4 separate regions of the Mus musculus genome follow, and regions 1, 2 and 4 are each linked to region 3. A link is a contact called in public Micro-C and promoter capture Hi-C data. All regions are on one chromosome and are shown on one strand. Each heading gives the region's core, a stretch centred on a gene start, on an enhancer-like site or on the middle of the called end of the contact. The rest is flanking DNA. Distances are from core to core; before and after follow the strand shown. Region 1 overlaps Grk5 (G protein-coupled receptor kinase 5). Region 2 holds the start of Zfp950 (zinc finger protein 950). Region 3 holds the start of Nanos1 (nanos C2HC-type zinc finger 1). Region 4 holds the start of Csf2ra (colony stimulating factor 2 receptor, alpha, low-affinity (granulocyte-macrophage)).

Evidence for each region. Promoter capture Hi-C pulls out the DNA fragments that hold promoters and counts their contacts. Hi-C and Micro-C count contacts between places; a contact is called where the count stands out from the background. Capture Hi-C pulls out chosen DNA fragments and counts their contacts.
Region 1: a promoter capture Hi-C map of hematopoietic stem and progenitor cells shows a contact between it and region 3, with 4 times the contacts expected there. The contact joins the enhancer-like site here to the promoter of Nanos1 in region 3. A contact is called at or near these places in 5 of 39 promoter capture datasets (the C10 cell line, embryonic stem cells, hematopoietic stem and progenitor cells and 2 more), 1 of 15 datasets of contacts at CTCF or cohesin (large pre-B cells), 1 of 484 Hi-C or Micro-C datasets (embryonic stem cells), 6 of 115 datasets of contacts at active chromatin or transcription factors (the 230-238 cell line, the SCID.adh cell line, T-cell acute lymphoblastic leukemia and 3 more) and 3 of 9 other capture datasets (embryonic stem cells, liver and pancreatic islet).
Region 2: a contact with region 3 is called in a promoter capture Hi-C map of adipose tissue. The contact joins the promoter of Zfp950 here to the promoter of Nanos1 in region 3. A contact is called at or near these places in 5 of 39 promoter capture datasets (the C10 cell line, embryonic stem cells, hematopoietic stem and progenitor cells and 2 more), 1 of 484 Hi-C or Micro-C datasets (CD4 T cells), 10 of 115 datasets of contacts at active chromatin or transcription factors (the 230-238 cell line, bone marrow-derived macrophages, embryonic limb bud and 4 more) and 3 of 9 other capture datasets (adipose tissue, liver and macrophages).
Region 4: a Micro-C map of embryonic stem cells shows a contact between it and region 3, with 8 times the contacts expected there. The contact joins the promoter of Csf2ra here to the promoter of Nanos1 in region 3. A contact is called at or near these places in 2 of 39 promoter capture datasets (embryonic stem cells and stem cell-derived epiblast-like cells), 5 of 484 Hi-C or Micro-C datasets (CD4 T cells, cerebellum and embryonic stem cells), 7 of 115 datasets of contacts at active chromatin or transcription factors (embryonic stem cells, epiblast stem cells, large pre-B cells and 3 more) and 1 of 9 other capture datasets (adipose tissue).

What each region holds. Positions count from the first base shown.
Region 1 is chr19:61,083,350-61,086,049 of GRCm38.p6, forward strand. All of the region lies in intron 12 of Grk5 (G protein-coupled receptor kinase 5), which reads left to right. It also overlaps a transcript of Zfp950 not described here. Among named protein-coding and RNA genes, the nearest start is that of Zfp950, 56 kb to the right of the region's middle. Within about 2 kb of position 1,357, at least 120 of the 459 cell types and tissues checked have an H3K27ac peak or open chromatin away from gene starts, as enhancers often do. A contact at or near this core is called in the 230-238 cell line, the SCID.adh cell line, hematopoietic stem and progenitor cells and 2 more, where this site is marked.
Region 2 is chr19:61,139,416-61,142,115 of GRCm38.p6, forward strand. It overlaps Zfp950 (zinc finger protein 950), which reads right to left and starts at 1,425. Exons shown (of 3, transcript NM_001001737.2): 1 at 1,290-1,425. The coding sequence starts at 1,292.
Region 3 is chr19:60,754,538-60,757,237 of GRCm38.p6, forward strand. Nanos1 (nanos C2HC-type zinc finger 1) reads left to right here and starts at 1,450. Exons shown (of 1, transcript NM_178421.3): 1 at 1,450-2,700. The coding sequence starts at 1,729. The coding sequence ends at 2,532.
Region 4 is chr19:61,227,144-61,229,843 of GRCm38.p6, forward strand. It overlaps Csf2ra (colony stimulating factor 2 receptor, alpha, low-affinity (granulocyte-macrophage)), which reads right to left and starts at 1,275. Exons shown (of 12, transcript NM_009970.2): 1 at 1,196-1,275; 2 at 129-222; 3 at 1-41. The coding sequence starts at 222.

The DNA.
Region 1 (2,700 bases), core at 107-2,606, 330 kb after region 3:
TTGGACAGGATACCCTGTGAATCAAGGAATATGGGTTGACGTGAACACCCATGAGTGTGTGTAGCTTTGTAGAAAAGTCAGCAAAGCATAAAGATGATAGCCCAAGTTGGTTCACAGGCAAGTTCCTGCCCTTGAACTTGGCCTCCTATTCCCTCCACTCTGGATTCTAGACACGGGGGACTGAGGACAAGGACTGCAAGAGAGGTGTTAAAGTCCTTGGAGTTGTTGAACATATTCTCAGTGTTCCATTCACTGTGTAGAACGGTGGTCCCAGCTCAAGTTCTGTATGGCAGCATGTGTGGATGGGCAGGACCTTCAAGTGAAGAGATTAGAGTGACTGGAGTGTGTTGGGGCCAGGTGTGGATACTGGACAGCTAAAGAGGAAGGAGTGATAGGGGCTGTAAGGTTCCCTCAGCCAAGGTGGACACTGTTCCATAGCTGGTCCTTAGGCCCTTCCTTGGGTTTGGTATGGAGTCAGCTACTTCCTGCTCTTGCCTGGCTCTCAGTCTCCTAAGACTCACCACAGGAAGATGCCCTCTGATGCTTTCTGTCCTCAAGTGCCTAGATACACACACTTGTAAGCCAATGTGGCAAAGTACCTTCCTCTGGAGCCATACTACACCCTGAGCAGCAAAGAAGAGAGCAGAGAGCAGAGGCCTGAAAGGGGCCTCTCCTCTCATTCCTGAGTCCCCAAGTAGCCCTGGGAAGGTTCAAGGGAACACATACCAGTAGCTCAGGGTAGAGCTTAGAGAAGACCAAGACTAGAAACTTGAAGTAACTAAGCTTCTACATTCAGAGGACCAGGGATCCCTGGGGGCTTGGCTACTTCAACCACCCCTGCTTGGCCACTTCTGTGTATAGAGCTGTGGTAAGGATGTGGGGCTGGATCTGCCCTCTGATCATATCTAAAAGAGGAAGTGTTCCTCTGCTACTGACATGTGTCAAAGACATGATGAAGAAGGTATGTAACATGTAGACCACAACCCCACAACCTGTTAACCAGTCTCAAAGAAGCACTGTCACAGCGGTGCAGTCGGGATGAGGTAGTGGAGAGATAGACAGCAGGGGTTAGGGATGTGGAGAGATGGCTGCCAGTGGTACTTGTTATGTCATGGTCAGCTGTCTGCGTGATGTAACAAGACTATAAGAGGCATCACATTCTTAGGTCAGGAGTCCCAAAAAGCCTGTCTCAAGAAACATCAATAGGGACATGGACATACTGAGAGAATGGAGCAAACATGATCTCTGCTTCTAACCACTACCACTATCACCACCTCTCCACTTCCCCACAAACCTCCATTTCAACCTCAGGTTTTGTGAGCTGAAGCTCTTGCTGTAACCAGGACCAAAGCTGTCCCTCTCCTGCCCCCTTGTGGCCACCGAGGGAAATGTGTTGGCTGAAAAGTGCCAAATGATTGTACACATGAAAGTACCTCCAGAAACCTCAAGCCTTGCTCTGTCTTCTCTTGGGGTCTTGGATTCTGGTCTGGACTTTGTAAGCCACAGCATCTCAGTCTGGCCACTCTGCTCTTATCCCTTTAGCAGGTGCTGACTCAGGCTACTGCAATACCTGACCTATAAACCATAGAGGCAGCTACACAATCAGCAGGGAAGTTGTTCTCCATTCCATCTTGGCAGCCATGCCCCTTGAGAGAGATGTCCACACACCCAGCTTTCCTGTCCCTTGGATCTAATGCTGAATCTGAGGCTCCTGCTGTGCCCCATCGCTGTAGCTTCTCCACACTCCCTTGAGTCCTTCACCATTTGACTCTCCCAGTCATTCCAGATCATATGTGGTCCCCCACATACAGGGAACTTACTCTGTCTTCTCCCACTGCACCCACACCTTCTCTCTTGATAATGTACGCCTGATACCATCCCTGACACCATATAGGTGGGTGTTCTATTCCACCTGTGTGGTATATTTTAGAAATAGACAAATACTAACTTAATAACCAAGCTTTTCAGATGAAGATATTTTATCCTAAAACCCTGATTTTCTATCACTTCTTTTGGAAAGCAGAAGTGTCGTTTACATACCATTCCTTCCTGGTAGAAGCTGATAAGCAACCCAGCCCTACCTCATCCTTTTTTTTTTCATCTTCTTATCCTTGATGATCCGGCCATCTGCCAGCACAGTAGACTCTAGGGGGCTGCATTAACAGGCTCAGCTACTGCACATTCTTGCTTCTTTGGTGTTTCTTGGAATGGATGGAGCATGGCCCAGTTACTTATGTCTAGAATAGAGAAACTTGGGGCCAGAGAGATGGCTCAGCAGGTAAAGCATTTTTTAATGCAATCCTGGTGATCTGAGTTCAAGTCCTGGAACCTCTGTGACAGGTAGAGGGACAAAGCTGACTCTACAAAGTTGTCCTCTGATCTCCATACAAATGCTGTGGCACATACATCGACACACAATAAGTGAACAATATAAAAAATACAATAAAATAGAAAAGAGAAGCCCAGAGGGTAGGCTCTAACCTGAGCCACCAGCCTGAGAGTATACACAGGGCAACTGAAAGCATGACAAAGATATGATCTGATCCTGTCCTTGCTGATGCTTCAGTTCTTCTAACTGGGGAGACATCCTCCTCCAGACTGAGTTTTAGGGGGTGGCACTGGGGAGGCTAGAGCTACAGTCACAGATGTTCCTTTGTCCTTCTGGCCTATGGGCAGATGGAAAGGCCCAGTCATATGACC
Region 2 (2,700 bases), core at 175-2,674, 380 kb after region 3:
AAGCTAGGTATGGGAGGTCTCACACAAACTATGTCTTATGCTAAGTAAGCTTCTTAAGAATAGCATCTTGTATACTACTAACAAGGGAAATGGAAAAAAATGGTAGACTTCTATGAAATCAGCAGCAACTATCATACAATGGGACAAACTCAGAAGGTGTCTAATAAACAGCGGTCCAAAGCAGGACACAGGGTATCTCAAGAACATTACTGACAGTGGATTTAGGACTGATAGCCACAGTCCCATGTGGTAGGAAGAGTTGGTTCAGGATGTGAAGCAACCCCTCCCAGAGCCCCAGACCACTAACAGTTCTCACAAGCATATCCCTTGCTTTAGAGGAGCTCTATTTTATTCTCAATTCATCAGGTCCTTAGGAAAAACTCTCCAGGTCCAGGCCTCAGTCTGCTACTGGCTCTGAAAAGCATGTTCCTGGGTTTCCTTCTCCATATCTGAGGGCCTCATGGAAAGCCTTGCTTGATTAAGCTAGCCCTTGACACAACAATGTTTTTTGTTTTCAAATGGTTGTCACCTGGTGTAGTCTTGCCTGTGTGGCAGAACTATGGTTTTCTCAAGAAGAAAACTGGGTCTTTATGGCACACCAGGCTTTAATGTTGGTTGTGACCATGTAATGCCTCCTTGAGCAGTTTGCTAAAGGCCTGCTCTTTTATATGAGGATGGGCTTAGTGGCTAGTTGTAAATAAGAGGTGTCTTCTTTGCTATGGTCTAGAGCCAAATTTCTGGATAATCTTCGTGAATAAACATGTGTATCCTAGTATCCTAATCTCTAACAGGTCTGGTTAGCACACTACTTATCTGTGGAGTGTTTATAGCAGTTCTCCCTGAAGTAAATTCTACTATCTCCTAAGCATTGGTAGATCCTTTACATCATCAATTCTACTCTTCTACATCTCAGCTTAATATTGGATTGCTACCCAATGCATGAGATGCCTTTTACAACCTCCACAAACTTAAGTCCAAATGGATCTTACATCTAAATATTAAATGTAGAAGACAAAAGGGAAACTAGGGCTCTCCGAGTTTGGCATCCTGCCAAGGATGTTTCTACACACAAGTCCCAACTCTAAAAGTTTTGCCCAGTCACAGCTCCCATAGTGAAGTTATTCAGTGGCTACCGCCGGATCCAGGGAATGACTATGACCACAAGGGACCTGACAGGTAGCCGCATCTGGCTGACACTTCCCACCTAGCCCCAGGGAAGACCCACCACAACAGCTCCCGAGGCTCAGCAGCCTGCTCTTCCCCATTGTGGGCAGTGACCCTGTGCTCACCATGTCGCGACTTCAGAGCGTCCCTCACAGTACCCAGTAGCAGAGTTCAGAGTACATCACACAGAAACCTTCAAGACTGCTCAGTCTCAGAGCGGAACTTGCTGCTCGACACCCGGATGAATCCTCCTCCTTTTCTGACTGGCAGGTCCATCTGAAGCCTCTGATTGGCCAGTGAGTCTTGTGTGACTTGAGCACCTCCCTTAGGGTAAGAGCGTGCTGACGTACACAACTTAGAAGTTCCCGGTTCAGGCTTCCAGTCCAGGGCAAAAGGTTTTCCAGATGTGCAGAGATGTACATTTCAGTAGCACTTGTGCCTGTCCTCCAATATCCTACCTGTCTGTCTTCCCACCCAGCCCCGCGGGAGGAACCACCACTCCAGTTTCCGCTGCTCAGCCACCTGCTCCTCCCTTTGTGGCAATAGATCCTGCACTCACTACCTTGCCACTTCAGCCCTTGCTTGAACTCCCCTCAGTACTCCGGAGGCACTTCCTTCTTCCTCCTGGAATAGCCTTTACATAGCCCATTACTCAACTTGCAGTAGAGTTTTCAATCTGGTCCTCAAGTGGAAGGATGCCCAGGGTATTAACAATTAAAGAGAGATTTTAGGAAATAAGATAATAAGATGTTTAGGTAAACTGCAGCAGCTATTTTTCACCTGGTAAGTATGAGACAACGCTGGGGGACAAAAGCAAGAAATAGATGACAAACACTATGGAGCACTATTGTTAGCCAGCACATCTTCCTCCTTGGGAAGGTGGAAAAAAACTGACTGATAGTTACCTGACCCTCGGGAAAGTCCCAGGTAGAGTTCAAATACCTGTCATGCTTGCTAGCCAATAGGTTTAAAGGTCAATATGCTTAGCCAATAAGGTTGAGGTATAATCTTGCTGGTGTAACCTGTGCTCCTAAAAAGTATAAAAACTGTAATGGCCATTTGGGGTCGCCTTCTTATTAACTCGTCTCAATGCTCTGGAAAATAAACCTCTTGCTTTTGCATGGGGTGGTTTGGGTGGGAAAGAAGTCCTCTTTGAAGATGAGCTCCACTTGTATAAGGTTGATAATAAAAACAAAATAAAAAAGCTCAACAAGAAGAAGAGAAAAACCCAGCATGTTGTTTTCTGACATTTCCTGTACTTCAATTCTCCTAGAAAGAGTGGGGCCAAAAACTTTCTGAATCACGTTGGGCTGTACTTAAGGACAATAACGCATTCACACACTTTTCTCCCATTTAATTTATCCTAGACATTGTATTCCAGCAAACCTTCAGAGGGCAGTGGGGAAATTCCTTTCACCCCTATCATATTCTACCCTGCCCTGCTGCACATCAGCTCAGTGGCTTACCAATGGCAAAGTTTTAGTGCAGTTTAAAAAAAAAAAAAAGTTCAGGGGTACAGTGTTTCTGAACAAAAAG
Region 3 (2,700 bases), core at 200-2,699:
GACTTCATAGAGAGTAACTTGCAAAAACAAAAAAAAAAAAACCCTCATATTTTGGCGGCTTCCTGCCACTTCCATGGACCCACGCCCATTGTTGGAGCCTCATGGTTTCTTCTGGATTGGTCTGCAGCTACTGATTCATGTTTGGTGACACTATTGAACTGGACTGCTGATATCCTGACAACAAAGGTCGGAATAACTACTTCTAAACAGGTCCATGACCCCCTTGTCCTATTAACCGTTCTTCCTCCCCTACCTTTGGTAGGCTATAAGGTAGCCTGATGTGTTGAAGAACCTTTATTGAAGTAGGTTTGTAAAAAAAAAAAAAAAAAAAAAAATCTAAGCCAAAACATGTGAATGTGACCTACCACCCAAAGAAAACTCACAGCATCAGAGGAGAGGTCTTACCACCTTGCTTCCATTGACACTGTACGGTACAGAGTGGGAAAGCTAGATCAGCCCTCTCCTCTGCAGAGCATTTTCTGACCCTCATCCTAGGTCACATTCCAGAAGAGTCCTCGGTGTCTTTTCCTAGTTTCAAATTATTTTTTGAGGTTGTTGGTGTTTATCACTTTAAGTTGCTTCTTTTCCAGGGAAGAGCAAGACTACTTCTTTCCCTCCTAGTAAGTCCTTTATTTTCCAGGGTTTTACCAAAAAGAGAAAATGTTATCTGTTTCAAAGCATTGAATATGCTGTTTTTCAAGTTCCACAGACCCTAGATTTCCATATAAGCACCCTGAAGAGGAGCTTCACACAAACTGGTCCGTAGTAAGAATTTCTAGCCCAGTTGTAGCCTCCACCTAACCTAAGTAAGTGAACAGCCTACGGCCCCAATTTCTGAACACCTGTTGGACCTGTTTTGATCCTCCACTACTCACTACCATATAAACTATATAAATCGTGAGCTTCCTCCCTGAGCCTCAAAGTTTGTGGGAGGACTTCACCCTGTGGAAAGTGCTCCAGAGCGCTGTGCCAACTGAAGTCACTGGGTCTTTAGCTGGGCTCTGATGGGAGCTAGCGCCTAGCCTTGCCTCCCCCAGCTTTTCTTGCTGATGATGATAAAAAGGAAAGTGGTAGCTTCAAACCATAAACCCGGTCCAGCCAAACCTGCAAGTGGATGCAAGTGCATCCCAGTTGCTTCATTGCGATCTGTGCCATTGGCATCCTCAATACCCCGCAGTGAAAAAAACAAAAACAAAAACCCAAGCTGGGTTACCGGCTGAGGTCTCCACGCTCGTGCAAAAGCAAGCCCCAGCCACCGCCTCATTCAGTCGCTTTCTGCACAGCCATTCCCTCCCAGCAAGCGCCGCCCGCCCCTTCCCCGATCGCCACCAATCAGCGTCCCGACCGGCGCCCGCGGAGTCAGGTCCGCAGCCATTGAGCGCCAGGGCCCGAGGCGGCGCCTCACCCGCCCCCTCGCAGGATGCCAGGCGCCCCGCAGCTGGTGAGGTGGGCGCAGCGCACGGGGCGCAGGAAACGCGCGGGGCTGGAGAAGAGCGCGCGCCCGCCTCCGCTCCGCCTCCGTCCGGGGGCGCGGGCGCAGTGGCCCGGGCGGAGGATCGCAGGGGGCAGGGCCGAGACAGCGAGGAGGGGCACAGGAGAAAGCGGGAGCGATAAAAGGAAGCAAGGCTGCCCTACCCCACGGCAGGCCGGCGGGCAAGCTCCTGCGTCCCTTCCGTCTGGCCCTTGCCGGCGGCGGCGGCGGGGAGGCGCGCGGCCCGCTGCCGGCCCATGGAGGCTTTCCCTTGGGCGCCACGCTCGCCCCGCCGCGCCCGCGCCCCCGCGCCTATGGCGCTCGTGCCCAGCGCCCGCTACGTGAGCGCCTCGGGCCCGGTGCACCCGCAGCCCTTCAGCTCCTGGAACGACTACCTGGGGCTTGCCACGCTCATCACCAGGGCTAGCGACCGCGGCTCCCCGCATGAGGGGCCCGGGCCCACGGCGGCGGGGCCCACGATGGGGCCGCCCGAGGACGATGAAGACGATGACGGCGAAGAGCCGGAGGCCGGGGGCCGCTACCTGGGCGGTGCGTTGGAACTGCGCGCACTAGAGCTGTGTGCCGGCCCCGCTGAGCCCGGGTTGCTGGAGGAGCGCTTCGCTGAGCTGAACCCGTTTGCAGGGCGCGCCGCCGCGGTTCTGCTGGGCTGCGCGCCCACCGCCTCCACCACCGCCGCCGCCGCATCCACGGCCGAAGTGACGCCGCGCGAAGAGCCAAGCCCTGCGTGGGCTGCCGAGCCTCGTCTGCACGCGGCTTCCGGGGCGACCGCCGCACGTCTGCTGAAACCGGAGCTTCAGGTGTGTGTGTTTTGCCGGAACAACAAGGAGGCGGTGGCGCTCTACACCACACACATCCTCAAGGGCCCGGACGGCCGGGTGCTGTGCCCGGTCTTGCGCCGCTACACGTGCCCCCTGTGCGGCGCCAGCGGCGACAACGCACATACCATCAAGTATTGCCCGCTCTCCAAAGTGCCACCGCCCACCGTCCGCCCGCCGCCGCGCAGCAACAGGGACAGCCTGCCCAGCAAGAAGCTGCGCTAGGAGCGGGCTGCATCAAGCTGTGTACACCTGAAACCTGCGCTCCTCTCCCTTGCCTCAATTTGGGAAGTCGTCTTGATTTTACGGAAGCCGCAGGAGCGCAGCACTTTCTTGTGGAGTGGTCGGTCTCTGACGTTGAAATCTTGAATTTTGTCCCTAGTTTCTAAAACG
Region 4 (2,700 bases), core at 25-2,524, 470 kb after region 3:
GGTCAGGTTGAGGGCGGAGCCGGCGTCCGGTGTGGTCGGAGCTGGAAGGGGGAGGAGGGTGAGGTGGCTCTGTTGGACGCGGCCCCGCCCACCGTGACTTCCGACCCCGCCCACCTAGCGTCACTAACCCAGAAGGGCCTGAGTTCCCGGAAGCAGTAGCGTGGAGAAGAGCAGGGCGAGCTGAGCCAGGGGGGTGATGTTCATGGCATGTGATGACGTCATCTGTCAGTCAGATGAGTGGGCAGAGCCGAGGTGTTATCCTGTCTGGCGCACTAGGGTGGGCGGGGCATTCTCTGGCCCCGTCCCACCCACTCACTACAGCATGATTTGTGGTGGGTACAGAGGCTGGGCTCTGCCATCTGAGCCATGCCCCTGTCTCAGCTCCTCTCTTGGTGACGTTATCCTATTGATTCCCCGTGAATCTTTGCTTATATGTGGACCCGCTTTGTCCGCGCGGTGGGGAGGCGGTCGAGGGGATCGGGGGTCGCCCTGCCTGCCTGTGGCCTGACTGTGTGTAGGTCAGACCCTTTCCCCCTCACGCTCCACCGCCGCCTGGACCCGCCTTTCCCCAACCCCGCCGTGCTCCAAGCTCAGCTGCAGCCACTTCCTTTTCTCCAGTCCCCACTTCCTGTCGGGCCAAGGACGCTCGCTCGCGGGGAGTGGGGAGGGCGGGGGCGGCGTCCGCGGGGTCTCCGCAGTCGGGCTTAGGGGCGATCCGCAACTCCCCGCTTCCCCCACCCCCCACCCCCGCCCCGGGCTTTGGAGGAAACGCACTTGAAGCCATCCCCCTGCCTCAACTCCACCATCTCCAGACCCCTGACTCCTGGAGGTGAACCACATCTCCTGACCCCAGTACTACACAGAGGTCAGAGGTTGCGGGGGATTGGCAGGCGGAGGCCACGCCCCCCAACTCCGGCTTCTAAGCCCCCCTTGGCCTCTGTTACCTCTGACCCCACCCCAAACCATCCCCAGGGCTCAGACCCACGGGTGGTGGGGACCTTGTACCCGAGACCCAGGGCACACACAGTAGGTCTGCATGTCCCACTGCCCCCCCCTTCCGGTCTCTCCGTCCCCTAGCCCCATCGTTTTCTAAACCCCAGGGTGTGCTGGGCACACAGTAGGGCCAGGTGGGAGGGGCTTCTGGGTGACGTCATGTCAGGCAGGGTGAGGTGGAAAGGGGTGGAGGGGCTCTGACCTGAGACAGGGGGCTTCCTGCGATGGATGGTGAGGCCTGGGCGCAGCGTCTGTGTCCGTCCGTCTGTCCGTCTGTCTCCCGCTTCCTCTTCCTCATCTGCAGGTTGGGAAACCTAGAGGGGAAGGAACAAGGCAGGCAGGGGTGGGTGGCTGGGTGGGGCCCGGTGACGTCACCGGGGGCGGGGTCCGAGTGTCCCGTGCAGGCAGCATGATGTCAAATGCGCACAGTAAGTATACGCGCCAGGCGGTTGGCCCGCTGTGTGACGCCATGCAACCTCGTGCAGTGGGGCAGCACACCGGGACGTGAGCCTACTGTGTGGCTGTTCGGGCGCGTCACACTGCCACGCACACAGCCTGGCTACACACGGTGTGACGTCAGTCACTGCATCTGACCCCTTGTGGACACAGTGTGACCACTCAGCACAGTGTGACATCACCGACAGTCTTACCCTGATGCACACAGTGTGACCACACATGTGAGCACGCGCTTACACAGTGGGAAGACTCTGACATGCAAAGTCTTGATCCTGTTGATCATATTGATAAGGGTTAGGTTCAACAGGTGATCCTTAGGTTCACATCTCCTTGCGTCATCGTTAATTTCCAAATTGGGGAAAACCAAATCTGGATGAAACGGACAATTTTCTACACAGCACAGGCACCACAGTTAAAATCACGGAAGCCACCTAACGGTCCCAGGACCCAGAACCCAGAGACAGCTGTGAAGTCTCCCACCCAAGACAGCCCAGGGTCAGGCGGGCCTGGTGGATGCTTCCACCCAGCTCATTCTGTGAAGCCACACACACACACACACTGCGCGGAGATGGACGTTTCTGTAAAATCAGGAACTCGTCACAATTTCTGTCCACAGAGGACTCATGAGAGATTTTCTGTCGTGTTTAATGTTCCAAACAGATTTTAAAAACTGGTAGAGTGTGTATTAATGTCTGCTTCCGAAGATGTCATGTACATTTAAGAGGCATTTAAACTATTATGAATTATTTTAATGACTTTAAAAATATCAATACTGAGTTGTATGTTTTAAGATAAATTTTATTAGTTTTAAAAACCTACATGGTATTGTGGGGAATTGCAGGCTGGTCTCCAGTCGATCTGAGGTCTGAACCCCGATAGTCATAATTCACCCTCATGACACGGTAGGCATTCCCTCATGCTCCTTACCACCTCCCACAGCCCCAAGAGAAGCATGGTCAATCTGACCTTCAGGCTAAACTCCTCCCCAGTTACCTAGCAACAGGGAAGACCATAAAAAGGGGTGCTTAGCCCCCACCTCGCTCTCTTACTCCTTTGTCCTCTCACCTCTCACTTCTCTCACTTCTCTCCTCTTCCCTTTCTCTTTGTCTTCTTCTTTCCTCTCCTCTCTCCTTCTTTCTCTTTCTCTCTAGCCTTTCCTCCCTCCCCCCTCTCCTCTCTCTTCTACCTTCTCTCTTTCCCCTGAATTTCTATAATAAAGCTCTTAAACCATAGAGTCTCTGCTCTGCTCCA